Regions from separate parts of the Oryzias latipes genome. Here region 2 is linked to region 1. A link is a contact called in public Hi-C data. All regions are on one chromosome and are shown on one strand. Each heading gives the region's core, a stretch centred on a gene start, on an enhancer-like site or on the middle of the called end of the contact. The rest is flanking DNA. Distances are from core to core; before and after follow the strand shown.

Region 1 (5,786 bases), core at 1,076-3,575:
CATGGAGCGCTCTGAATCGCCCAGATCCCGGTATCCACCTCCAAGATAAGGGGAACGTCTCAAAGGCTTTGTGCTCGAGCTTCAAATCTCAATCCTCGAGAGAACGCCAGAAGCCCCCATCCTTGCGTGCCTTTTTCCCACTCCTCTTCCCCTCTCCCTCGTATCCTCACACACTCCCACAAACACACAGCACAATGTGACAAACGCCACCCTCTGCAGCGCGAAGCCAAAAAACCTGTGACATTTCTGAGGAAATAAGATGAACTCATCCTTCTCGACCGGTTTCATCCCCACCGCCTAATCCTTGAGTGCAGCCTAATTACGTACAAACAGTAGTCTTCAGCTAATGCCAACAAATGGCTGTTGCTGCTGCTGGATCGGCCGATTATTAAAGGGATGCACATTTGTTGGTTCTGCATTCTAATGCAATTACTCACCCATTATGACCATGTAATTGTGCAGTCATTAATTGTGCATCCAGTGTGCAACGCAGTTGTGTGTGTTTTCTTTTTTACACAAATGAACCGGGGGTACCTGAATAATGACGATATTGTAATGCGTTTGTGCAAATCAACATTTACCCATCAGTGCAGTCTATTAGAGGGTGTCAGAGGACAGGGAACAAGGCCTCAGTCGCTCTTTGAATCATGACTCATTTGTGCTCAGTGCTTTTATGTGCCTCGTTCTTTGCCATCTATTCTCACCCCGCCTTAATGTTCCAGCGATAAGAATTTCCTATTCATTCTGCATTCTTCATCTGCTGCGCGAGAGAGGCAGACTCTACAGGTATTGAATGAAAAGTACATCTATTTCTGAGTGGGTTGCACAGGCATGGAAGATAATTATTGATTTGAAATAAGAAAAGATAAGGCTCAACCTTGAGCAGCCCAGCGATAGCACACAGAACAGAATAATTAATGGGCCTGTCTTGTGTCGGGACAAGCTTTCACTCCCAGACGTAGCGTATTGATCCTAAACAGATAAACTGTGTAACCCTTTGTGAAGGGTTTGACAAACAATTTAATTGGAGAGAAAAAAACAACAATATTCCTCACCCTTTCCATCTCCCTTTCGTCACATCCCTGAGTGGTTTTTCCTCCCCCTGACCTATGGAAACAATTACCTGTGCATCCGTCCTTCTAGTGCCTCTGGACTACCAACGAAAGGCTGGTATTGGATGCACTTACTGATTGGGGAATCTAATCAATGAAGGAACTTGTCTCCACTCCAGATGGCCATGTTGAAACTGTGATTTCCGAAGCCTTTTAGCCGCATTTCTCTGCAGAAAACATCCGTTTAAATATACCTGTAGCTTTTTTCCGACGCACCTTCTACAAAGGAGGACAGCGAAGACACGTCGATCCTCTCCTGATTAGGGATCGGGACAGCTTGATCATGTTTTTCATGCCTGTCCCTGTGATTTGTAAGCTGTTTAAATGTGAACGAGGCAATTAAATGAGAACGAACGGCGCGTAGGAGAATGGGTGCTACGGTGATCATTAACAATGAATTACCCCGGTGTGCACTCAAACACTTGGGGAGGACTTTCAGGCAGACCACTCTGGAGGATCCAGATCCAATCTAGCCATTGATTAACAGAGACTTGTTCTTCCTGTGAAATCACTCGACTGGGATTTTAGAGCACTCATCCAGTCTTATAGAGATAGGCTAACATCAAAGGCGAATGAAGAGGGATTGGTTAAATGGGCTCGCCTTGCCCTCCATGTAAGAGATTTAGAAGAGCAAATCTTGAATTATTGCCTCATGTAAATAGTCTACTTGCCTTTTTTTTGTAAAGCATTTGTGAGGAGGGGGGACTTGTGAGTCTCTTGGATAGAGAAGTACTTAGAGGCTCTCATATTTCCCTTGATGGGAAACAACGGTGGGGGGTTCAATCCCCAGGAATGTAAACACCAAAATGTCTCTGAGTTATGTGAGCTGCCCCTACCATTGGGGCAGACTTGTTGTTTGGTGTGTTTGTATTTAAAACACTATTTCAAGAGTGATATCCAGTCGGTGTCAATAGCAGCCTCTTGTAAAGCACATGTACTCTATATGTTGGTGAAATGTGCGCCACAGTTGAAATTGCTTTTCCTTTGAGCAACACCAACAGGTTTTAAAGGGTGAGGTGAGTAGCTTTAGACATTTTTTTTTCAAAAAACAATTTCTGTCCTCATGCTCACTCCTATCAAAGGGTGAGCCCCGACTGCAGTAGATGGAAAGGGATTTTCTATCCATAAATGGCCATGGGGGCCTTTTACGGTGTCGCTGCTGAGGGATCACATGATTTTTGAGGGTGTAAAGGTCTCCGGGCAGCTGCTCCTTTTTCGGATTGGATTTTTTTTTTCTTTTTTTCAAGGCGTCCAAGAGCAGGGCCCCATGCTGTCTGCACTGAAAGGTGGAGCAAATACTTCTAGTGAGGAAAAAAAAGTTCAAATGCTCAGAAACTGCGCCTCCATTTGAAATGGGTGTAGAGTCCCTCGGCTACATTCATTGCTATAAACATCCACAGAGCTCAAATTTTTTCCTTTTTGTCGAGGACTCATAACAGGTGTCTGAGGAAAGATTTTTTTTCTCTTTTGCTTAGCATATTTTCCACTTGCATGGAAAGTATTTTTTTCTTTATTAGGAACATTGTGCCCCGGGCAGACCCTTTGCCTTGAGAAACGATATGTAGACTTTCTTTGAAGAATTTGTGGGTACTTTCACACTAACTCAAAATTCGACCATGCCTCGTTAAAGCAAGGTTATGCCAGGTATTGAACCTGTTTCCACTCATGTTGGTTTGTCATAATGCACTCTGCATATGGATTTATCCAGTCTGTGGCACTGGGATTTTATAAAAACTGTACACGTCCTGTTAAAGATTAAAATTCATATGTTTTTCCTCCTAAAAGTGAAGCCATAAAATACATTTTAAATCCCCAAATGCATTTGAACATAACATAAGCCAGCATCAAGCTTTTTCCACAACAATTACCTCCACTCTGTAAATATAAGATGAAATTACACACGGCACCAGAGGGAATGATATGGTCCACCTTGACCTATTTAGCATGTCATGTGATGTCCCCCCCTGCACCTCTGTTGTAAATATGCTTCAAAGGAACAGCCTGCGATGTAGAGTTATGGGAAAAAAGCCAAGCAACTCCTAATATAGCATGTCATCTTCACTGCAGTTGGGTCAATTACCCTAGCAGGGTGGACACGTTTATATACTTGGCCCACTAGGAGACTGTTTATGTGAAGAATGTGGAGAATACACATTATTCATGTTCCTGGCTCCAAGGAAAAAGCCTCTGCTGCGGAGCCCAGCTTTGCATCATGTTGCGCCTAAGCGCCAAAGGTATTGATGTTCAAAATGACAATATGATGGGAAAATGCAAAAACGGAAAGAACTGCTTTCAGTATTTGTCAAGTGTGCTTCTGTGGTTTATGTGTAAACGCTGCAATTGTTTATCTCCCGTTTCCCAATGGAAGCCCTGTTTCCAATTCCCATTTTATTTCACTTGTTCCAGGTATTTGATAAAATTTCAACATTTTCTCAACATAAAAAGACTTGGTTCTTAAATTCGTGTAAGTTTTAGCTAATGTAGCTAATGTTGTGGGCCAACAACTCACATCTTTTTTAGTAAAAAACATTTGGTGAAATAATGACAGAAAAACGATGTCCAATTAACAAAATAATTCCTTTAAAGTTGGCAATTTTATTTCCTTTTCTGAGGTGAAGTCCTTTTATTTTGCATTGTGTATTTAATGCTGGGTTGTAACGCTGGCACGGCAGTGTTGATGCTCAAATGTCAAGCAAACATTGCAGAAATCTCTTTTTGTTTTAACTTCTGAACTGCATTTTAGGGAATATCTAAACAGGGAGATTGTTCACTCATGTTTTGGGTGTTTTTAACATGTTCTGGTAACATTTCTGTCATGATGGAGGACATATATAAAGAAAATTTAAATGGAAACTGCGTTTCTGAGTATTTCTTAGAAAAAGTGCAGTTTAAAACTTAAACAATGGCTGAAAACAAACCGGTCCTGCAGACGTTTATGATATTATAGCTTTTCTTGGATTTTTTTAGACTCCTGATTTATTGTAAATATCTTTATCACTGATATTGTGCTATTGTATTGTGCTGTAAATGTAATTGTTGAACATTTTATCCTGCCTTAGGACAACGGATGAAAGTTAGTTCCTGTGCTAACCCTGGCATATTTATGTTGAAGCAGCTGCTGAAACATTGTTTAATATGCACTGTCCTAATTAAAAAACAAAAAACAAAACTGGTAGCAGTGACGTGGGTGCTACGGTCAGTGGGCCACAAGCTCCATTGTGATGCATCCAGTTGTAGACGACTAGATCAATGTACTTCTTGATTTTCCTTTTCCGATCTGGCATCTGGCTCATACATGTACAATATTGCTCGCCGTTTTTGTTGCCTCAGTAATGTGAGCTTGGGGTTGTGAGGGGCTGTAAAGCTGGTGGGAGAGAGTGTAAAAAAAAGAGATGATGGGAAACGAAGGCAGGCCCACTCAGCACTAACTGTGTAAGCAACAACTCAGAGGCAAATTTCTGACGAACTTTTGCTGCTCCGCAGAAACTACGTCCTAGTAAATGACAGGGCTTATTCATTTTGGCTATAAAACGGCATAATCATAACTAAAAGACCAGCAGAAGACTTACAAATGTTTCATATTCCTAAATATTTTTCTGAAATGTTTTTTCTTGAAACCTAAGAGTTAATGTGTTGGTCTCAAAATAATGCTCTGCAGTGTTAAGTGACCCCATGTAAAGTCCAACATATGTTGAGCACGCTCATTTTAGAATGTAGAGGCTCTAAATATTGTCCTATAGGCATGTGCAAAACAGGTCACGAGGTTGTTTGTAGCGCTGACTGATGCACCTATGCATGCTTTGTTGGCCAAGATTTAATTATTATTTTTTGCACAAATTCATGAAGTGGAGAAAACAAATCACAAACCTGGTGTACGTGATGCAATAAAAGACCAAAAATGTCACTATAGCTGTAGTTTTCTGTAGTGCTGATAGCATTTCTTTCTTCATACCAGTGTCTTTAGACTTTCTGTGAACTCTTGTTTTTGTTCTCAACAATTTCAAATTCTTTTGACTCCTTTTTATCGCTTGGTCGTGTATTTACACACCACCTTCATATTTCACATATCTTACATTTTATGTGACACAATTGTCCACTTCTCAGTCAAAGGAGATCTAACTAAGAAAAGGTCAAAGAAATGGAAACAGATGGCTTAGTTATGAAAGAATACAGGAAAAAAAGTACATTGTTAAAACATTAACTGGGGTGTAATGTTTTTATTGTGTCTGTCAATGACCAGCTTCAGCCATATCAGATTTTTTTTCTAGCCATTATTCATCTCTTTACCTTATGAACATTGTTTTTTTGCCTTTTACAGCATCTACGCAAACTGCATTGGAAATTGTATAGACTGCTGGTGTCCTTATACAAATTTCTGATGTCTTTACTTCTGGATGAACCGCCTTTATGCTACATTCACACGGGCCCAAAAAACGATCTTAAAAATGTGCAAATCTGCACGTGAACGGAAGAGTTTTGATCGTGGAAGCTCGTAACCCGCATTTACGTGCATTTGCAGAGACTTTTCATTGATGCGCGTTAAAAAATGATAGAAAGCCCAGTTCTTGAACGCAGTATGCAATGTTCACACAGGACTGCTGCTACCTGAGACTCTTTGTTAGAAGAGGCGCGGTGAGAAATGTAGAAAGGATCCAAAACTCATTAATTTTGCAC
Region 2 (6,249 bases), core at 428-2,927, 52 kb after region 1:
GACAAATGTAGTTTATAGACGTTCACACACATACACACAAGCGGCCCTGCTGAGGTAATGTCTTCACATGCAGCTTCTAGAGTAGGATGGCCCGCCTCGGTCGTGTTTCACTGTTTGGGATTATATTTAATTCCAGCAGATTACCATTTTCCCTCTCATCTCAGGCACAAATGATAGCCCTGAAATCACACTACATTCCAAATCTTTAAACAGTTCATTATCAACATAAATCAGCATTACAGCCCAGCCATCAACACACTCCCTGGCACATTGTCCCAAGTGAAATTCCCCGTGTGCTCTCCCCCACGTTACCCACAAGCCCTCTAAACAGGAGTTAAAGATGATGATGTAGTGCAATAATGATGGCGTTTCCATAATTAGCCACCCAGTTGGAGAAATAAAGACCAACACGAAAATTAAGTAAGGAAAAACAACAACAAAAATACAAAGAGTTGCTGTCGGTGCTTGCGCTACAGAGCAGATTTGTCGGCGTATGTGTGGTCTCATTTTTAGCCTCTGCTTCGCATTAGCAAACACGGCACATCCTCTGCAAATTGGCAGTTGGGTTTTGCCCACATCCGACCGTCTTGTGCACAGGGAAAAGCTTCCGTGGGATTTGAGGGGGGATAGAAGGGCCACAAATGGGTGTTTGTCAGTGCCTGGAATCTAAAAAACACGGCGTTCTGTGTTCCTCCAGGGCCTCTTTGTCAAAACAGAGGGATCACTCGCTTTATTAGACTTCTAAGGTACTCGTCTAGATACAGCGCCACGGCAATTCCCATGTTGTACTGCATGACGAGTCTAGACTGGAGCCTCCTCTTTCCATTAACCTCGTCAAGAGCAGTTAGAAGTATTTAACTGCTTTAAATTCATATTGTAGATTTCTCCCCTTTCACCGCACTGAGCAGTTCTGTATATTTACATGCTTTGTTGATCTCCATCCCACTAATACCAGGTGGTTTTTGTGGTCATGTTCTGCAAATTAAGTCACCGCAAAGTCCACATGTGTGTGTTAGCATGTTATTTTCCCCATACATGTGTTGATGTTTGTCAGAGCATGTGAGTTCAAGGGGCTGATTGATGATCCCTGGCAGAGGCTCTCAAGGTGGCCGCTGCGATGCGGCAGGATTGGATGAAAACGGCATTATTGGAGAGCTCTTGCAGCCCGCCTGGCTCATCCGGCAGCGGTGGCAGCAGCAGGGCTGGTGGCAGACGCAGAGCGGGGAGGCAGCACTGCCGTTTTTTCACAAAGAGAGAGGGTTTTGAACTCCTGCCAAATGTTTGGTGGCAGGCTGTTGCTAGGAAATCTGAGTCCTTAGGCAAATCATCGCACAAAGATCAACAACAAAAGGCGAGGGGGGGGAAAGAAGGAATGGCTAAATCCATTTCAGGCACGTCTCTTTTTCCTGCTGAATGCCATCGCCGCCGCCGTGTGTACAGTTAGTTCTTACCCTGGAAATTGTAAACATCAGAAACGGAGGGTGATGTGTTGTGAGGAGGGAAGATGAGTGACTCTAATTGGTGGGGGTGATGTGTGCACGCTGGCCCAGTTAGCCTCTTTCTCCTCCTCCTCCCCTGCACCTCCTTTCTTTTGCTTCCACTTTCCTTCCATCCCATCCCCCCTTGGCCTTCTATGGACACCCCTCCCTCCTCCTCTTCCTCCCGCTTCTCCTCTCCGTTTGCTGTCTTCTTTGCTTCTCTCCTGCTCTCAGACACACATACGTTGCTGTTTAACACACACAGCGTGCACATACACATTCTGCAGCATACCACTGGCTTGTTGTTGGGTTTTTTTATACCACTGAGCGCTTTGCCCTGTAATTTGATCTGCACTGCTTGATGCATCTTCCATGATGCCACTTTGAATTAACCTATATCTCTACTTGGCCCCTGCTAATAAAATGACCTCTACTCAAATAAGCCATTTACATTCAAGGAGAAAGAAAAAGCACATCTCATGGTCAGTGTAACTAAGAGGCATGGAGTCGAGGGGAGAGGAACAAGACAATTGACTGTGAAAAGTCCTGTTAATGACTGGGCACAGATGGTCAGAAATAACCCAAGGATAGACGGAGGAGACGCTCGCCCCTGCCAGCCCGCCTGCTACACAGAACTCGCCCAATGCGACACAAGCTGCAAAACCGTTAGGTCACAAATCGGATCACAGCTGTTAGCTTGCAACCCTACGATAGGCTGGAAGAGGTTGGGTGTGCCTGAAGGGGAAACTAGCTAGTGCACCTTTTTGTTAAAAACCCACTCAGATGAAAATCATGTTTTTGGTGTTTTGAACATGTTCTTGTTGCATTTTTATAATGATGGAGAACATATTTAAAGAAGTACCGAGTATTTCCTTATTCAAATCGTGAATCAGGAGCAACTGATTCAGGAGCTTTATCCAACTGCAGAAAAATGCAGTTGGATAAAACTGTAGCAGTGACGCAGGGGCCATAATTGGCAGGCCACAAGCTCCCTGCTCCGCTCCTTTCCGATGCTTCATTTTGCAGACAAATAGTTCCATGTACGCCTTCGTTTTTGTCCTCCAAGCTGACATCTAGATCAAAACGTTATGGCTGGATAGTTCTGATGATGCTGTCCAGTTTTGTTGCACCGCTGATGTTAAGTTGGAGGTGTGAGGGACTGTAAGCTAGCGGGAGAGAGTGTAAACAAAGAGATGATGGGAAATAAGAGTAGGCTCACTTCATGCCAACGGTCCCATCCACAACTCTGGGGGTTCTGTGACACTAAAAACGGTATAATACTAAATAAAAGACCAATGGTAATGCTTTTAAAGTAGATCAAAAGATAAATGGAGTGGGACCTGAAGCAGCACAGCCAGTTGAACACTCACTGTTAACACTGGCGGACTTTATATAACATTAATTGGCAGTTCCATTCTTCCCGTCACTGCAGGGGAAAACTAAGTTCAACTTCAGCCACTGTGGCATAATATGCAAGTGGAAAAAAAAAAAAAGAAAAGGCAGGAAGAGAAAAAAAAATGCAGTACTGGCACTGCAAGGAGAACGTCAGCCTGCTTACTCCCAAGAGTGACACACACATTGTTACTCCACCCCACAGCCAAAAAAGCAAAGGAAAAATCATTTCAACACATCTTACTGACACCTCATCAGCCAGCTGAAGGCCTGATTAGCACAGAGGTGAACTGCAGCAGCGACTGTCCAACTCGGGACTTTGTCCTGATGCTGACCTTGAGACTCTTCCCGCTGTCCTTCTGCTCTCTGTCTCCCCACTGCTCTTTATCTCCAACATTCATCCCGTCTTCCCCCTGCCTTTTCTGCCCCAGCCCTTCTCTGTTTTCCACCTTTTCCAAAACACTGCACCACTTTTGCTCTGCCCCTGTCCTTCCGAACAGTCGTGAAGGGATCATGCAGTGAAATGCAGGCATGGGAGAGAAAACAGGAGGGAGGATGGAGAGGTGGGGGGGTGGTGGTGGGGGGGGTACTGGCAGGCTCCCCTTTTGTCTGCAGGCGATCAGTTACAGTCTTGGTTGCCGATGAAATTTAATCCCCACCACATTTACATGCCAAGTTTGACTTCTGGCAAGCCTTATCAAATAGATTTGTAAATCATTTCATTTTTATTAGAATCCCATCTCAAGGGATTGCCTTTTTTTCTCTCGACTCTGTGTGTTTTTGGTATGTGTACAATCTGGGCCCACTGGTGTTAAGATTTGAAAGCCAGCCCCCCCCCCCCCCCTTTTTCTTTTTTTACTTTCGGGGGTGGGGGGACAAAGAGCAATGGGTGCCAAGTCCCGTCTCTCACCGGCCAAGCCAGCGTGTCAGCATGCCTCTCATCTCTGGAGGTCATGTCACAGGACGGACAACTGCTCTGATGCGTCCCAGTGTCTTTAGCAGAGTACAACTTAAAGTGCGCCTAATCAAACGTTTCATAACTGCCTGCAAATGTCTCATGATTTTGAATTCATAATTGATTAATTACAAGTCGACCACATCTCATCATATTCTCTGGCTGTTTCATATTTTTCTCCTGCTGGCTTGGACCAATTATAGGATTTTAATCTTGAGGCAATCAAGTGATAAGGGTGAAGCAGTTAGTGTTTGCTCTCACTATATAATCCTCTTGGATGTTAAACATGCATCCGGGAGCTGCATTTTGTCAGAAGCCTATGTGTGGAAGTGCACCTGCCTAATTGAGTGGTAATAAACTGTCAGGAGAGAGTGTGTGTGGTGATTGGCTCTTGGCAGGGTGTCCTTTGCTGGTGGGATGTATGGGTTGGCCCAGCCCTGCTGGAGCATCAGCCACCTCCACACCCTACAGGCTTGAGCGGGTGGAGTGTGGTAAATTAGGGTGGAAAGGCCAACGATGCTCGCTGCAGACACATGCTGTGGCTTTCACTCAGCTGCAGTATTTATTAAGGCAATAACATTTCCTTAAAAAAAAAAAAAAGGTTTTTGACAAAAATTTGAAATCAATAATTAGATTTCTCCTCCAAGTTCTTAATTATCATCAGGTCCTCCATCATCAGAAAAATGACACAAGAACATGTTAAAAACACAATTTTCCTTGTAGAAGTCTTTTTTAATTGTTATTTAGTTCTGCAGAATAATTATTTTTCAGTTTTTTATAATGATGGTTTGGAGTTCATGAAAGAGCAAAGTCTCAAAAGATTGAAAACAAAAGATTTTGCTTTTCTATTGTAGAAATGGATTAAAGAATTAAATAGACAAGGGAATATACTGTATGTATATATATATGGATATCTCTCTCTCTCTCTCTCTATATATATATATAGATAGATAGATAGATAGATAGATAGATAGATAGATAGATAGATAGATAGATAGATATAATAATGCTTTCTTTTCATTTTTGCTGGTGTATGAGATCACAAAGAATGTCATGATAGAGCTACATCAACACTTCAGGGGAAGGTCTCTGGGAACTGCAGAAGAAAGCCTCAGCGAACCCTCTAACACGACGGCGATCAGGAACGGTCAACGAGATTAGGCCGGAAATAGTAATCACTGAAAAATATCAACACTTTCAGAGTCCGTCTAGATCTAAGCCCGTGAAGAAATGGAAGACCTTGAGGTTTACGAAAAAGAAACTTCAAAGAAAAAAGAGGTTTGCTAGAAAAGATCTGTCCAAAAACCCACCTTAGAGATCATCCAAGCAGATATGGGGGTTAAAATGGACACACTTAACCATGCAAGCCCTGAGTTTATTTGAAATCTCCAAATGTCGTAACTTTTAACTTGTTGTGTTAAATAAAAATAAGAAATAAAAGCACAGTATTGTCTGTTTTTGGTTGACTCAAAGAATAAATCGTTAATAGTCATTGTTCTAAACGAATGGCTTATTAGTGTGTGTTTTTTTGTTTTGTTTTGTGCTTATTGCTATCTTGGCTGGATATAAATTTACCACACATTAATCTTTGTAAAAATGGCTGAATAGGCAATTTTAAAATATCTGTCTGTAAACACAAGATTTCCTGTAAAACTAAGAAAGTTGCATTTTTAATCAGAACTGATGGGGACTGTCAACTATGGGTGGCACATCCCTAGTGGTTAATAGAGGAACTGCACCCTGTTCACGTTATTTTTATTTTATTTTTTAATATTTGTATTTGTCCTCTCCAGCAGCAGAAAAAACAGGTAAGACCTGTTTTTTTTTGTTTTTGACTGATGTAACTGTTCCATCTGTTGGTCAGATAGCTTCAGATACATGTGGTGTGTATTTATATACAGCGTTCCCTTGTTTATCGTAAAAGGGCGTCGTTCTAAGAATAACCCACGATATCTTAAAATCCGCAAAGCAGGATTTTAGGTGTTTTACGGCTGTAAAATTCCTCACTACACACTTTATTGACTTTTCTCAGACAGACATGAACATTTTCACGTTTCTCTCAAAGTTCAAACCTTCATAGAAAAACAAATCCTGCATAATAGAATGAAAGCAAAGATCTGATTTCGATCAAAGATTTATGTAAATTTGGAGAGCTGCACATATTCTGTACAGGAGGCATGGCTGAGGAGATTGATTGACAAGGTCTACAGCCAATCAGGACGCAGAACACATTGTGCTGTAGAAAAAAAAAGCAAACATGCAAAATTGCACTGAAAAGATAGCAAAAACCACAATAGAGCGAGGGACTAAATCCCTTTTGTATTTAATGCTAAACTTGCATTTCTTCTGTTATTTAATTTCTATTAGGTTTCAATCCGGAAGTTTAAGAGCTGCTTTATTTGTAACAACAATCCAATGGTACAT

What was found. A called contact is a pair of places that touch in the nucleus more often than the background predicts.
Region 2: a contact with region 1 is called in a Hi-C map of fibroblasts, with 2.9 times the contacts expected there. The contact joins two enhancer-like sites. A contact is called at or near these places in 2 of 5 Hi-C or Micro-C datasets (embryo and fibroblasts).

The regions. Positions count from the first base shown.
Region 1 is chr19:10,082,601-10,088,386 of ASM223467v1, forward strand. The region is part of intron 3 of adk (adenosine kinase); the gene reads left to right. Among protein-coding and RNA genes, the nearest start is that of adk, 13 kb to the left of the region's middle. Within about 2 kb of position 2,326, at least 4 of the 8 cell types and tissues checked have an H3K27ac peak or open chromatin away from gene starts, as enhancers often do. A contact at or near this core is called in embryo, where this site is marked.
Region 2 is chr19:10,134,879-10,141,127 of ASM223467v1, forward strand. The region is part of intron 6 of adk (adenosine kinase); the gene reads left to right. Among protein-coding and RNA genes, the nearest start is that of LOC111946377, 10 kb to the left of the region's middle. Within about 2 kb of position 1,678, at least 5 of the 8 cell types and tissues checked have an H3K27ac peak or open chromatin away from gene starts, as enhancers often do. A contact at or near this core is called in embryo, where this site is marked.